3 separate regions of the Drosophila melanogaster genome follow, and regions 2 and 3 are each linked to region 1. The links are chromatin contacts, called in public Hi-C maps. All regions are on one chromosome and are shown on one strand. The core of a region is the stretch at or near the end of the contact, and the rest is flanking DNA. Distances in the headings are between cores, read along the strand shown. Region 1 holds the start of CG42232. Region 2 holds the start of puf (puffyeye). Region 3 holds the start of Bruce (BIR repeat containing ubiquitin-conjugating enzyme).

Evidence for each region. Hi-C and Micro-C count contacts between places; a contact is called where the count stands out from the background.
Region 2: a contact with region 1 is called in a Hi-C map of the Kc167 cell line, with 4 times the contacts expected there. A contact is called at or near these places in 12 of 107 Hi-C or Micro-C datasets (the D17-c3 cell line, the Kc167 cell line, the ML-DmBG3-c2 cell line and 5 more).
Region 3: a Hi-C map of the Kc167 cell line shows a contact between it and region 1, with 3 times the contacts expected there. A contact is called at or near these places in 9 of 107 Hi-C or Micro-C datasets (the D17-c3 cell line, the Kc167 cell line, the S2 cell line and 4 more).

What each region holds. Positions count from the first base shown.
Region 1 is chr3R:16,466,549-16,471,592 of dm6, reverse strand. CG42232 reads left to right here and starts at 1,930. Exons shown (of 7, transcript NM_001144588.2): 1 at 1,930-2,359; 2 at 2,422-2,643; 3 at 2,717-2,760; 4 at 2,918-4,560; 5 at 4,620-4,700; 6 at 4,756-5,044. The coding sequence starts at 2,186. CSN5 (COP9 signalosome subunit 5) reads right to left here and starts at 1,494. Exons shown (of 3, transcript NM_058094.5): 1 at 1,154-1,494; 2 at 524-1,100; 3 at 187-464. The coding sequence starts at 1,414. The coding sequence ends at 319.
Region 2 is chr3R:24,647,737-24,652,780 of dm6, reverse strand. It overlaps puf (puffyeye), which reads left to right and starts at 2,738. Exons shown (of 20, transcript NM_170158.3): 1 at 2,738-3,137; 2 at 3,236-4,273; 3 at 4,391-5,044. The coding sequence starts at 3,095. ash2 (absent, small, or homeotic discs 2) reads right to left here and starts at 2,656. Exons shown (of 7, transcript NM_176558.3): 1 at 2,437-2,656; 2 at 2,192-2,376; 3 at 1,787-2,131; 4 at 540-920; 5 at 191-471. The coding sequence starts at 2,552.
Region 3 is chr3R:10,329,334-10,334,377 of dm6, reverse strand. Bruce (BIR repeat containing ubiquitin-conjugating enzyme) reads left to right here and starts at 3,025. Exons shown (of 32, transcript NM_141738.5): 1 at 3,025-3,410; 2 at 4,377-4,687; 3 at 4,745-5,044. The coding sequence starts at 3,191. It overlaps CG12818, which reads right to left and starts at 2,797. Exons shown (of 3, transcript NM_141739.2): 1 at 2,737-2,797; 2 at 2,581-2,680; 3 at 1,683-2,522. The coding sequence starts at 2,759. The coding sequence ends at 1,779. It overlaps sle (slender lobes), which reads right to left and starts at 1,263. Exons shown (of 5, transcript NM_169338.2): 1 at 1,065-1,263; 2 at 795-881; 3 at 1-727. The coding sequence starts at 1,101.

The DNA of each region.
Region 1 (5,044 bases), core at 681-3,180:
ATTTAACAATAAAAAGGTTTGTTTATCTGAAAGAATATAATAAATGGTGGATCGGCTGTTTTTCGTCCAGGCGAATAAAAGTTTCAACTTTTACTATGCCTTCCGTCGTCTAATACATAAATAACGAAAACAGTTTCTCTACAAAAAAGAACCCATTTTAAAAGTAAAAGCGTTTGAGATTTTTTTCATCAGCCTATGAGGCGGTTTTATAATTTCCTTTTTCTTTTGGATAAGCTTGACTTACTTAAATATTTCCCAGGGAAATGAAAAGAAAATTCACAATGCATTTTAAAATTCATTGCGAATTTTAGTGTTGAACTATTTGCCCAGTCCGACCTTGTTGAAAAGTTTGTCCTTAACAATCTGAGCCATCAAGCCGTGTATCAGTTCAATGGTGGAGCGGCTGCAGTCTCGGGTGGCCTTGGACAGCTTATCCTCCGAACGCTTCTCATTGACATCGGTTCCTGTGGATAATAAAGCGGGTAAATTATTTGCACAATTCCTAAATCGACCCATTATGTACCGCGACCTAAAAAGTTCTCACTCTGCTCCAGCTTCTCGGAGAGATCCATGATCTGACCGGTGGTGTACTCTGTGTTGGTGAGCAGACCCGAGCTGCCCAGTGTGTTTACCCAGTATTTGTTCCACAGAGAGTCGAGGAGCCTGCGGTCCAGAGCAGACTTGAAGTAGCTAATTTCCAAGGGATAGTACTGCTTGCAGTGGACTCCAAAGTCTTCGATCTTATTCAGCGGGATGGTCTGATACTCCGAGGGCTCCTCGTTTGGTGGCTTATAACCTTTTGGATACGTGCGGAATGCACCCAGACACACCTTGCCAGCGGAAACAGTGCGCACCGGATCAACCACAATGGCCACGAATGGCTCCTGGTATGTCTGGTTGAGCATCTGGGTGGACACATCGATGCCGGACAACCAGCAACCGTAACCGGGATGGCTGTGATACCAGCCCACGGCGTGTTCCATGCGTCCCACCTCTTTGGCCGCTTCCATGTAGGCGGTCATGTACTCGTACGCTTGTGCCTGGGCATTGACGCGGGTTTCAGTGCCCTCCACTGGCAGTGCAAATGCATCCATGACAATCTGCACGGGAATGACTTATAAATTGAGGACCTTTTTTACATTCAATAACTCACCATTGTGTTGTCCTCTACCTTGCCAAGCATTAGACCCATCACCTCCAAAGTACCGCCAGAGCGAGCGTGCATCACCATCTTTAGGAGCGCCAGAGCCGAGATCTTAATGTCCTTAAAGAAGTGGGGATCTTTCTCCCAGGGCTTCGCATCGATGATCTGCCGCTGCTGTTCGGCGTCGTAGCGAAAGATCTCGTCACAACTGGGCAACGTCTGGATGTTGTTCTCCAGCTCCCAGGTCTTTTGTGCGGCGTCGGAGTCCATTGTGATTGTACTTATGCCGAAAATTGTAGTCTTTTGTTGCAAGTTTTTGTTTTCCGGCTCAATTCTAGAGATGAACTTGTCGGTACCATCTGTACAATCAATTTCATGAAGGTACAATCGATATTTTTTATAAATCGATTATTATAAGTTAAGAAATTAAAATATTGATTAAAAAATTTAAAATTTATCTATATTAACAATTTATTTGTTTAATAAATAAAATGTATTTTTAATCGTTAATTTTTTACCAAGGAAAGTTTTTTAATTTAATTTTTCTGTTTACGATACGCACTCTAATTTGCAGCATTTTTGACTAAAAAAAACTTAAAACCTTATTTCATAGTGACAAAATGATTCATCGCAGTATCTGTAATCTGTATCTTTCTTTTCACTTCTTGAGATTAACCATTATTAATAATCACATAATATAAACCACTTTTAATTCAAGTAAGTTGTCAGTTCCTGCACCCCGAATTTTAAATGTAACGCATAAGCCGGCGCATTAAAAGCAGGTTGGCAGGGCTTGCGCGTCCATTGCAAAAAAATTCCTGCACAGAGTTTTCGCTACAATTAACTTTGGCAAGCTCGTGATGTGGGCCGTAAAAACAGTGTCTGGTGGAAAAGTGTGAAAGAAATCAGTGAATAGTTTGTGGGTGTTTTGTGTACGTGCATTTACCGTATTATTCCCAATAGCTTTGCGGCTTTTCAAAGTGCTCGCTTCGGTATTCGTTTTCCCCGCACCCAAGCCGCATTTGCGACGCCGCTTGGAAAATGTCGCTGGATGGCGGTAGGTTGCGCTACGAAGACGAAAATGGTAAAACCGTGGTTCTGGCAGCCAAAGGGCGCACCTTCCAGGTGGGCTCCTACTACAATTGCGACCTCATCCTGGAGGGGCCAGAGGAGGAGCGTCTAATTTGCGAAATAAACTGCGATGCCTTCGGCAGGGTGAGTCTGGATGGCAGGAATCCCCCTTAACCGCCCTAACATACTGCTTCTTCCGCCCTTAGGTCATCATATACAACAAGTCCAGCGGAGACCCCATTCATCTCAACGACGTGGCCATCCACGCTGCAGGCAAGCGTCCTTTGCTACACGGTGGCAAGATTACCATTCGAGACAAGGTCTACACGTGGGAGTTCCCCAAGACCTCCGAGGTGCAGGATGCCCCATGCACCCCAGAACGCCTATTGCCCAACGAACAGGCCTCAAACTCCTGCCCTTCATTGAAGGTAATAGCCGCCATCTGTTCCAGATAGTACAGTATTCCAAGTCCTACAATTTCCCCATTTTTATTTGATTTAGCAATCGCATCGTCTACAAGCCGAAAAACGCCTGACAGTTCACAAGTAAGTGAAAACAGCAGGCAGACCCCTAACCGACTACCTGGCCAACCCCTAAAATGTCTTTGGGCAACAACAATAGGAAAAAGTCCCTACTGCAAGCATGTGTTGTCTGCCTGTTAATAGTCCTCATAAAACCTTATCTCTGCTTATACCTTTTCAGTTTTCACTACAGCATCAATTCGGACGACGAAGGAAATACTTCTATAGAGTCTCGTGATCAGAGTGAGTCTCACTTGGAGGATGTCTCACTGAATGAATCAATTCAGCGCAGCACAGAGGAGACAGCTTACGAGTCCCCCAAAGTAAATCTTCTGGAGGCTACGCAGAATAAGGAGAATACCGCAACGCCACCAGGTAGCCACCAAAAGCTACTAAGGCTGTGCGCCATCTCCGACGTGGTTATTACCTCTTATTCGCCGCGCGAGACTGGCGTGAAGATCGAGAAATCCTTTTCATGTGTTCGAAAACCTGGCTACACCACGACGTCTTTGGCTGTTTCCACGCCCAAGAGCGTATACAGCACCCCCAAGGGCAATGTGCTCTCTGAACTAAACGAAGACAGCTGCAGCCGAGATCTAATGGACTTTAGCACGCCATCCACCTCAAAAAAAACCAAGCGGGATTCGTCCATGTTCCTGATCGACCTGACCACCCCATCAAAGCTACGACAAACACCCAAACAGACGCTTGGATTCAAGCTCACACCCAAACAGACGCCTATCAGTGTAGACAGCACCGACGAATCATCAGATGCATCCCCATTAGTCATAGACATAACTAACTCTGACACCCCGCCATCAGCAAGCCCTTCGCAACGGTATAAAACTCCTAAGCGTCCGGCTGGAATCACCACACCCAATAGAACGCCCCAGTCACTGATGAAACGAGCGTTGCTTACCAGCATTAAAAAGCAGATCGCCTCCAACCAACCAGATAAGACCACCCCCATAGCCACCCCCAAGCGGACATCTCTTCTGGAGGCTCGTCGCCACTGCCTGACTACGCCTCGGCGTTTGCCATTCCATCCACATCGTCGTACGCCAGTCCAGCGAGAAGGACATACGAGAGGAAACGCACCCAAGACCTCGCCACGCAAGCGTATATCCCTAATGGAGTCTCCCAGAGAGAACAAGGTCTCCCAGCTCAGAAAATCGTTTGCGGCTGCCAAGCGTAGTCCCGGCGTTGACAAGAGCAACAAGCTCGTAGCCAAGGCACGTCGTTCGCTTAACTCGCCGAAAAGTGGCTCCCCTAAGCCTGGATCATCTAAACCGTCATCTCCATGTCAAAAAAAAATCGATGTGTCCCAGATCAAGAGCTCCACTCCGGAAGAACCGGACGATTCAAAGGACGAGCTGAGCCGCACGTTCACTATACTGCATGATACTACCCAAGGAAACGATCAGAGTGGCGCAGCATTGGCAATCGAAGCGGTTACAGCTCTCATAACTGGGGAAGTAGACGATGATGTATCCTTTCAGCTAAGCTCGCTAATTGAAAAGAGGCTTCCGTCAGTGACCTCAGAAGAGCCTGCACCTATCCAAGACAAAGTTGAGTCGATCGGGTCAGAATCTGATGTGGTAGGCGAGTTAAAATATGCACAGGAAGATATGAATCCTAAGCCAGATGCGGTCATACTCGACCAGAATGAACGTGACGAAAATGAATTGAAAACCGGCAAAAATGAAGACGAATGTAAAGAAAAAGACTGTGAACTTCCAATCGACAAACAACTTGAGGATGCTGTTATTGAGGATAACATTTGCGAAGAGGTTCATGCGAATATTCCTCAACAAACTAAGAATTGTAAGTACCTATAATATGAAATAAATATTATGAAATCTTATGTTCCAAAACCGTAACAGCTAATTCTGAGAAAATAATCGAGGAAAGTATTTGCGAAGAGCTGCCATTGGAGAGTACTACTGGTAATTCAAATTCAACTGGTAAGCGATTTAAATTTGAAAATTCCCAAAATACATTTTTATTTTATTGCGACAGGAGGGATATCTCAAAAAGAGAACCAACCAACTCCAAGTGCAGAAACCCCCGTGGCTCGCAGAAGCTTGCGCCGTCATTCTGTTGAGCAGAGGGCAGTGTCAACAACGCCACGGAGAAGCACTCGGCGATCCTCGATGGAGGCCAGCAGTAAGGCATTACCTGAGAAGGACAACAAGCGTTCTCGTCGTGCATCCTGTTCAGCAATGGACAGCCAAGTCGCTGTTACTCCCCGGCGCAAGCGGCAATTTACGCAAGAAATGTCCACGCCAACGCGCCAATCATTGCGTAT
Region 2 (5,044 bases), core at 1,489-3,988, 8.2 Mb before region 1:
TGTTGTAGAATGAATAGATTTTGAACAAGATTGCTAATTAGGGAGGGTTGATTTGTAAAGATGCAATTATATGCAAATTCAGCGGCGTGGTATTATATAGGCTAATTATCAAGATGACCTATATCATTTTACAATACAAAAGATCGGTATTGTTCGATTAGAAAAGAGTAAAACAAGAATCTAAACCCACCCGATCTTTGAATGTGTTGGGCAGATAGTCGAGCGACGCCTCCTCTGGCAGCTCTATGAGGAATCCCAATGTATCGCCCTCCACATAGGCATCACTGTAGTGTTTGCCATGGCTCTCGGTAAACTTGGTGCCCTTGCGAGATCTCCAGGAGTAACCGAACTTGTCGTATCCCAATGGAGCCTGCAAGTTGCCGTACTCCCGGCCCCAGCCAAGTCGCGTGGCAGCTCCGTCGGGCATCTCTTCGATGGTGACCTCAAAGTACCAGCATCCCCGGTTCACAGCTGGGAAAAGATAATCAATATAACTATGATTTCTTCAGGGAACTATATATATCTATATATAACGTTACAGTGTGTGGCTCGGACCATGCAGTAACCACGTTCGCCCGTCACCGCCAACCGATCCTCGCTTATTTTCAGCTGTGGTGCCCGATCATGCAGCGCCAGGAGCACAGAATGTGGCACCAGGATGCGGTAGAGCCAGCCGGGGATAGGTTTGCCAGCCCAATCGGAGCTCTCGTCGAACTCCTGACGAAATGGAGCATGTGGATCCGGTTCGGCGAGTATATAACGATAGCCATCCTTGTTGAAGGGGTGTTCCAATGGATAGCCATGCGGTGGCAACTTTACATTGGCCGTAATATCGGAACTGGGCCGACCCTTCTTGCCCGTGGGACCCGAATCCGTGCCGGGAAATTTCCTTTTCTGTCGATTGTTTTTGGAGAGGGAAGCTGGAAGCATGTGGATCAATCATTAGTTACAAATCCAATAATAGACATGTATTGTGGAAATATAAAAACAGCTAATGCGTGATAGTAATAGTGGAGTAGATCTTGGGGCGTATCTGCAATGCTTCCAGAAGGAGCTATCCCCAAGGAAATTCGTTCACCAAGGAAATTGATTGCTGGGACATATGTAGATGAATGGGCAAAGTTCGGGTCGGTGCTGTTTCCGGGCTTACACTCCTCGTCCGTAAAAGATGACGCCATCGCGGAGGGAGAATGAGCAGGAGCAGAAGCAGGACCCGGTCACAATGGAACTGAAGGAGCGGGGGCCTTGCAATTGCGTAGTGCTCAAAATCAAATCGCAATCAATTCCCCCGAAAGAGCACCACACACACGCACACTGAGACACTGGCGAAGTGTTCCAAGCGTAACTATTTGTTTGTAATGAATGAGCCAAGTTGAGCGCGCCTCTGCCAGCCCCACCCCACCCCACTTCGCCCCGCCCACAATCTGACTACGTGGGGCTCTCTCTCTCTCTCTCTCTTTCTCTGTGTGTGTGCAAATCTGAAACTACGATCCGCATTGCGATTTTGTTAGTTGTTGTTGTTACTTTACTCTGGCAAACACTTGCGAAAGAGCGTGCGAAAGGAAGCGGCGATAAATAGGGGGAGCGAATAGGCAGCGGAATAGGCGACACAAAAACCACTGTGCCAAAATCAGCTGGTCGAACAGTGTTGCCAATTTGGCCGCCAAAAGATAATTCATTTAGCTTTCTACCACTGAGCGTTCGATAACACATGGGGTCAAGTTTTTAGCATTCAAATTATAGACTTCAAATCGATTTAAATGTCTATCATCTTATTTACACTCACCTTGAGTATATCCATCGTCGGTGAGTCGCAGGGCGCCGCTCTTGCTCATGCTCTCGTAGTTGGGCTTGATGATTCGCAGATCCTGATGGAATAGTCCGTACATGGCGCCATGTTCCGCATGCTCCTCGTAGGTGAACAGGGTCTGCACATCCTTGACCAAAGATCGCTGGACGGTGCTGTACCAGGACTGGGTGAGTCTGCGTGGCATGGTGGTCATGGCCTCCCAGTACTGTTCGATGTACGGTATGATCTCCTTGTCCTTGCTAAACTGAATCTGGCGACGTCCGTCCCTGGAAGCCGCCTGCTGCATGTTGGCAATGGCACAGTGGCACATCTGGGATATGGCTGGAAGTGGATATTGTTATTATCAAGAGGGATAAATGTGCGGGGCTTCTTTGCACTTACTAGCCTGGCTCTTGCGAAAGCTCTCCAATCCGCTGGCAGAGCAATTTTTACAGACGAACACATAGTTGGTGATGAAGGGCAGAAGTTTACCCTTACCAAGCTGGTAGGAAACGCAGGTCTCGTGCACCCAGCGTGAACAGGTGGCACACAGCAGCTCCACAATATTGAGATTGCGCTCCTTGCCGCTAAAAACAATGTCAATAGAAGGGAGCCGGCCAAGCAAAAAACCCATACAAAGAGCTCACCAGTAACAAACGCCGGCTGCGGAACGCGTTTCCTGCGATTTATCCTCCTCCGCAGTGAAGTTCACCTCGGAGCTGGACTCTGTCGGCGAGCTTGTGTCCATTTGGCTGTCCTCCATTGCAGTGATAAAGGTTTTCAGTCAACAATTAGCATGTAAACAAATATTAGCGGCCCGCAAGAAATTCGGTGGCTGGCCAGAGTGACCGTTGGCGGGCAAACACATGGTGCGTTTGCAAATACCAGAACGTCGCCAAAGAGCGATAAACGATAGACGACAACATTTAGAGCACACAGCCTGACAACCCTGCCCCTGCCTCTTCGCTCCAACTCTGGCTCTTGCTTCGATTGTAATTGTATATATATATATCCCTACCATATATATATGTCCGAGTGTAGAATTATCATTTTTTTGTTGCCGAAAAACAGTGTTCCGTGTTGAGAGGCGAGGGCGCCATCCTAAATGGCATTGCACGACCGCCGGGAGCGAGCCGAGCGACCAACGAATAGCAAGAAGAGCAAGTGCCCGCAACTCAGACCGTGACTCCGCCAGCGTATCCCAGACTCCGACTACTCTCCATAGACGGCCAGGAGTCGTCGCCGCTGGCAAGGCGGCCCTAACCCCTGGAAGCTACCGATTCGGTGTGCAGCTAGTGGAGCACCATGTGCGAGGTGTGCGCCGACTTCCAGAATCTCCTGGAGCTCTGTAAGTGAAAAGTGCACTGCGAAAAAAAAATAGAATGAAGACGAACACCGGAGCCCCTGCCCCCTGCTTACACATAGTATTCCGAATTCCTTTTGCAGATGAGGTGCGCGTGGCCAGCTCGGATCTGAAGTTCCAGCTGCTGCTGAAGAGCGAGATCGAGACCACCTTCAACTACATCCAGTCGTGGCCGCAGCGTCAGTGCATGTGCCTGTACCGGGACACCAAGAACTATGACCGTTTCAACCTGGTAGTGCAGTCGCTCATCTGTCTGACGGTGCAGCATCTGAAGCACATCGACCACCTCATCGACAACTACAAGCGGCTAACGGCCAGTGCTGCCCAGGTGGTGGCCCAGGCCCAGCAGCAGCGTGAACAGCAGCGGGACGAAGCGTCAGCCCAGGCAGAGGCAAAGGAATCATCCGCGCCAGCGGAAGAACCTAAGAAGGAGGAGCCATCTGGGTCCGCCGGTGAGGAGGCTCAGGGCTCCGGCGACGGGCCAGCCAAAAAGCCGCCAGTTGGCCCCTGCACTCCCCCTCCCCCGCAAACGGCCAATCCTCAGCACAAATCCCACCTGCAGTACACAGAGGAGCCCTGGATCCTGCCCGAGGTGGAGAAACTGTTGGTGCTCGTTTCAAAGGTGTTCCTGCTCAACTTCCCGCTGTACATCGCCCACAAACATGGCATGCACTCTCGGCTGGACGACCTGCAGGCTGAGGAGGCCCACCACCTGGCCCTCATCTGCGATCTTCACGACAACGACCTGCCCATCTATCTGCTGCGGAATGTGAGCCTGTTCTGCAACTCGGGCGGCTTTGGCGCCATGTCGCTGTGCTTCGAACATCCCGATCTGCCAGTGTCCACCGCTCACTCGATGACCGCTGCCGTCTCAAATGTGAAACTTTGGCTGAACTATCACTGTAATACTCAGCTCTTCGTGCCGCTGCGAAGTCGGATACTGCAGTACATGTGCAAGCTGTCGGATCAGAGCCTCCGATCTGCCGCAACCCGCGCGATGGCCGATTTTGTGTGGTCCTCTATGCGAGACCCACTGGATGTTGCTGTCAACTTCGACACCGAAGGATTGGCCCTGGCCTTTAAGTACTTCACATCGACCACGCTAACCATGCGACTGGCAGGTATGTCCTACGATGTTGACATACTTAATTAGGACATTTCGAATAATGCTGAAATATTATATTTATTTATCAATAAATATTATATAATAAGAGTAAATGATTTCAAATATTTTCCAGGCATGGCCCAGATCAACGCACACATTAATCTATTTAACGAGATCTGCACCACCGAAACGGTCAACGAAGTGGAGCTGTTCGGGCAGCGCATCGCGAACTGGCTGACTGAAAATCATATTGTACAGCACCTGTTTGGCCCGAATCTGCACGTAGAAATCGTTAAACAGGCACACGTGCTGCTCAACTTTTTGGCGGTAGAGAACCAGATCTCTGAAGAGGACATCAAGCTGATCTGGCAAGCCACCCAGCTGAAGCACTGCTCAAAGACGATCTTCGACATCCTGCCTTCGCTGGTGAAGAATCTGACCCCGCGCCCGGCAATGCACCTTTACTCCCTCCTTTGCCGCATGGATCCCAAGGAGCACACTGAGCAGAGCATATACATAGCCTCAGCGCTAACAAAACAGCTGTGGACTCGTGATACCTCACGCAGTCAGATGAACCTGATGCAAGACCACCTGCTGGGGTCCAACGTCACCGCTTCCAGCTCTGACAGCGGCAGCATTGAGGGCAGCAACACAGAGGACGACCACGTGGGCGCCGACGACAGTAGCATTGCCAGCGGTGGCGGCGGCGGAGGTGTTGGTAACAAGAGTCCAATCGATGGAGTTACTCCATGCAAGCAGGCCCGGCACAGGCGGCACATCTGTGACC
Region 3 (5,044 bases), core at 1,776-4,275, 6.1 Mb after region 1:
TTACTTGAACCTTGAATTTTCGAAAGTGTAGTAAATGACTTCAGGAATGATTGTTTGCCAGCATCCTTGTCAGGTTGGGCTGATTCGTGTGTTTCTGGTGCCTGTGAATGGGCTTCAGTGATAGATTTATTTTGCTCCTCAACAACTCCATTATCCTTGAGTTCATCCGGTACAATCAATGGCTTCGCCTTTTCCATCTTCTTGCCAGAGAATTTGTCCATTGAAAGTTTCTCGAGCCTGACTGCCACTTTGGGAGTGGTTTTAATATTGGGTTTAGCTTTTTGCTCAACTTTGGGTGAATCGTTAAGATCACGAGGCGTATTACTGGACGAACGAGTGGGCATTGGTGGAGTCTGAGACATTGAACGCGTCACTCGTTTCTCATCACTCTGCTGATTGGGTGTGAGTGTTCGCCCTGGACTCGGACTGACACTGGGCTTCCGCTGTGCCTTTCCCTTGCCCTCTTTGGGCACAGGGCTTGGACTGGGGCTGGGCTTTTCCTGCTTGACCTCATTTTCCTCAGGTTCCTCTGTTAGTGTAAGCTGTTGGCGCACAGATCTGGTGTTTTTAGCTGGCGTGCGAGCTGTCCTTTTCACGGAAGAGGGCGTCGTCGGCTCGGGAGTTTCACCGCGTGCCAAGGATGCGCGCCTGGTTCGTGTTGGAGTCCTCACATCTAAAGTGGACGAGTTCAGACGTGTGCGACGTGTGGCACGTGGCGAAGCGGTACCTTTTGAAGCGAGAAATAATATTCTTAGACTTGAAACAACCGGGATCCGAGTTGGGCCACAACTTACCGAGTTCCGCAACCGTATCCAACTGCGGAGTGCTCGGACGACTGTCCGTTTCCAGAAGGGACAAGCGACGAGTTCTAGCCCGGGTCACTACCATATTTATTGGATTAAACGGATAAACGAAAAAATGAATAATGTGTAAGAATAAATTTTATTCGATCGAATGCAAAGGCGACCTGCTTGAGATAGGAGCCCCCCGTTAATGGCTGACTTTGGAGCGCCGGTTTACTTGTCCCGTTGCTTTTTCAGCACAGCACGCTTAGATTCACTCACCGCGCTTTCCATCTGTGTTCTCCGTATTATCATCCATTTGGCCCGGCTCTTTTGTTTTTCGCACACAACAATTAATTGAAATCAAGAGAGTTTCGAACCCGCATGCAAATTATAACAAAGAAATAGAAACGAAGACGCCAAGACGCCGAGCCAAAAAGTGATTTTCACATGTGCCGCAAACTGCGACGTTCTCTAACACTGCAGCCGGCTGTTGAGCATTTGTGTGGCGGCCGTTAGAATTCAAACTAGTATAGTTTCGGGGCTAAATTCAATGTGTCGATAGCCTAATATCACCTTCAACTGATGAATTATCTTAAATTAAATTTTATTCGAAATTAGGTTTCTATCTTCTTATTTTAAGTGCAAAATCACTTAATAGTTCGTCCGATTTAGACGCTGTGCAGCATTGGCCTGTTTCGGCACCGATAAAGTAGCCGATATCATTTAAGCGGAATTATCGCGAAATCTAAATTTAAACCATGACCAAACCGCCAAGACTTCTTGTAACGGTTGAATAACTGGATATTAAAGCGATGTGTTTATACATATGTATGTATTTATAAAAGTACAAATATTTGACGATAATCATTTTTATATTTAAACAAAGAGTATTTTTTTAGACAATTCAATAATAAAGTGTAATTTCTATTTATTTGCTTAGTGATTATATTCATAATCAGGCTGTTAACATTAAGTTGAAAACATAATTAATGGCTAGAGCATATTTTGCTTTGCTAACTCCGGATTAAACTGACTGTTGTACTTTTGGACAACCTTAGGCGTCGAAGCCGGCGTGGATTCGGCACTGGCAGCCACCGGCAGCTCCTTGGGTGCGAACAGAGCCTCGGAACGCTGGCGTTCCGCTGTTTCCCGTCGCATGCGCTCCCTTCTTAGCGTCTCGAGCTTTTCTCGTTTTATGCGTTCCTCGGCCAAAAGGGTCTCCCTTGAACCATTTTTGCTCTTGTGCTTCTTCTTATCTTTCTTGGATTTCTTGTCCTTGTGGGGTATTGAAGGTTCCTGAGAAGGCGCGGGTGTCCTTTCGCGAATTCTTTTTGTGGCCTTTTTGGGATCCTTTTTTTCTGGCGGCAACAAAGCATTAATTAGGGTCAGAGGATCGTGGGCTAGCTTTTGCTTATGATGAGTTTCAGTAGCTGTGGGATCCCCAACTTCTGGTCTTTTGGGGGCTAACTCGTACCAGCTGCGCACTTTCAAAGCTTCATTGGTGTCCTGGCCCAAGTAGGTGAGGTAGCCGATCTGCTTCTCATACTTCTCCTGCTCCTCCTTTTGCTCCTTTTCCAAGTCTTTGTTAGTGGTCTTCACTCTCGCCTTGTAGTCGGCAAAGAGATCCACCCCTTTGGTTGTTTCAGTACTGCATTGCGACTCCTCTCGAGATTCCTTGGAGGCCTTCTCCGGCAAGCCCGATTGGCGGCGCAGGAAGTTGATTCGTGCCTCGCTTTCCTATTTGATAAAAGTACACATTACTATGTTAAATTGACGATATTTGGGCAATACCCACAGCAAATTCCAATTTCTCCTGCCGGACTTTTTCTTCTGCTGCGGCAGCCGCTTGATCCCGGCGCACGCGGGCAATGTTCTCCTTGGTACGCACATGCCAGCTAAGAAATACACGTGAATTGATGAGAGGTATCTTTAGAATCAGTATAAAACTTACCGTTTTTTTGGTAAAATATTCATTTTATTTCCACTTTGTTGACATTCCTGTAATCGATTACTCGATAGGCATCTCTGTCTATCGAATGGCTCTGAATTATCGAATGCCCTAAGCGCAGTAGGCCGAATTTGTTGCTCTCTAGCTTGAAAAGTGGACTATTTTATTTATTTTTTAAATGTGTTTACTTTGCTGACTTGACGTGGCCACACCCACTTACACTCGCGCGCCCCCTGGGCACTCGATTAATTTTTGGCATTCACAGGCGATTGCTAGCAATCGAATGGCAAACACATCTGTCAGAAGGTAGAAGAAGAAGGGGCAAAACGAAGAAGAAGAAGAAGCACAGAGCTCTGTTTCGCAGCAATTATTTTCCGAATTGAATTGCGAAAAAAACCCCTACAGAGTATCCCAACCAGAAGCAGGAGCACACAAATTGCCGCGGCGCACCTCCGGAATGGCCACGGAGCAGCATCACCAGCAGCGCGTCCTCAAGCAAGATGGCTACTTGGATTTGGGCGACTGTAATAGCGCTCCATCTCGACCATTCGAGATGCGCAACGTCGTCTACCATCCGCAATTAAATGTCCTTTTGCTTTTTGACAACGGAAGCACGGTCAAGGTCCTGGACGCCAATTCAGGAGTGATTCTGCAGACCTATCACCTCAGTAGCAATGGTAAGATTTCCGAGGAAAAAAAAATCACACCTATGCACACACGAATGGGACACACTCACTCACACTGGCGCACGCAAATGTCAATACAGTGGAAAACTGCGAATTAGAACCCACACAGCAAAAAATAGCAATATATCAATAGTCTTCTGGTTCATCGAATATCTGAATTGTCTGAATCATATCTATAGAAGAACGATGTAACACAGATTTCAAATTGTTGCTAAACATTTTGGTCTTAAACAGAAACATTAACAAATTTAAAAAATACAATATTAAATTTTTATCTATTATTGAAATTTTCAATTTAAATTTGATTTAAGAGTTCCATTGAAAATGCTAATGTATTCGCAGACACTAAAACGGTATTATTGCATTATTTTCCATTAGCATTTCTACCGGTCTAGTTGCGAATTTAGTAAAAACAAATTCCAATTGTTTGCCTGCTAGGCCCTCATAGTAGTTTTGCAGTCGTCACAGCTATGGCTTACTGTATTGCATTTCTGTACGTAATTGCCTTGCACTTGTCGGCTTGTTTGTATGTGAGGCTGTGTGTTCTGGCAGTTTTTTGTGTATGCGTTTGTCATCAATTTTTAACAAAAGCTCTGGGAAATCCTTAAATGGAGACTTATAATTTGATCCAATCCATGGGGTTCGACATGGAAGCTGAAATCTTATGTACTGTCCTATCGCAGTGCGTTTGTTATTGCTTGCGATTAGCCGCTAGCAGCACGCATTTTGTTTTTGTTTTTCTTCTATTACGCAGTTGTTCTGTTTAATGGCCCCATTCGCCCCCGCTGCCCATGAACTTGTGCCACGGAAACGATTTTCGGAAAAGTTTCGGTCTTCAATTTCACGGATATAGTCCCGTTATCTATAGGCTTAGGAAACAAACTTATGATGAAATCGGCAAGAATAAGTCACATTCCCTTTCTAATGTTTTCTTTCGTCCGGGCTTTCCCTCTTCAGGCGACAGCATTGTGCATGGTCGATATATGCCTCTGCAAGACAAGATCTTGTTCTGGGATGGTCACAATCTCGGATTGCGAGGCGATTATAATGGCGTGCTGTTGCTGGACACCATTCTACAGGCTCCAATTGGCCAAAACGACGACTACATCAAGCTGGAGATCATCCTGTCCGAAGCGATCATCTTTCAGAACTGCATAACCGAACTGGAAAGTGAGGGCTTGGAGTGCCCCTGTGACATTAGCAACGAGCTGACGCAAAAGATAAACCAGGCGCAGCTGAAAGCCAAGAAGGGCATTAAGGCCCAGAGGGTATTTAGTTTTCCTAATACTTCGAATTTTTCATACTAACAGATTTCCTCGTTTCAGTGGAATACCATATGTCTGGAGGTACCCTATTCTAGCCTAAAGCTAGTATCCAATAATATGGTTATCCTACTGAAGCGGCTGGAGCGCCACATTCCCGTGCTGGCCATCGCTTCCGCCATTAATGAGCGTCTGACCGACATGATGATGGGCTCCCGCGTGCCAGATTTTGGCTGGAACTTTAGCAATTTTCAGCGCGTACTTATGCATTCGGAGGCAGTGCGACGCCAGACGTTTGAGAAGTGGCCCCATATGGACTACAAATGGGCTCTGCCCGATCAGATGGCTCAGGCCGGTTTTTAC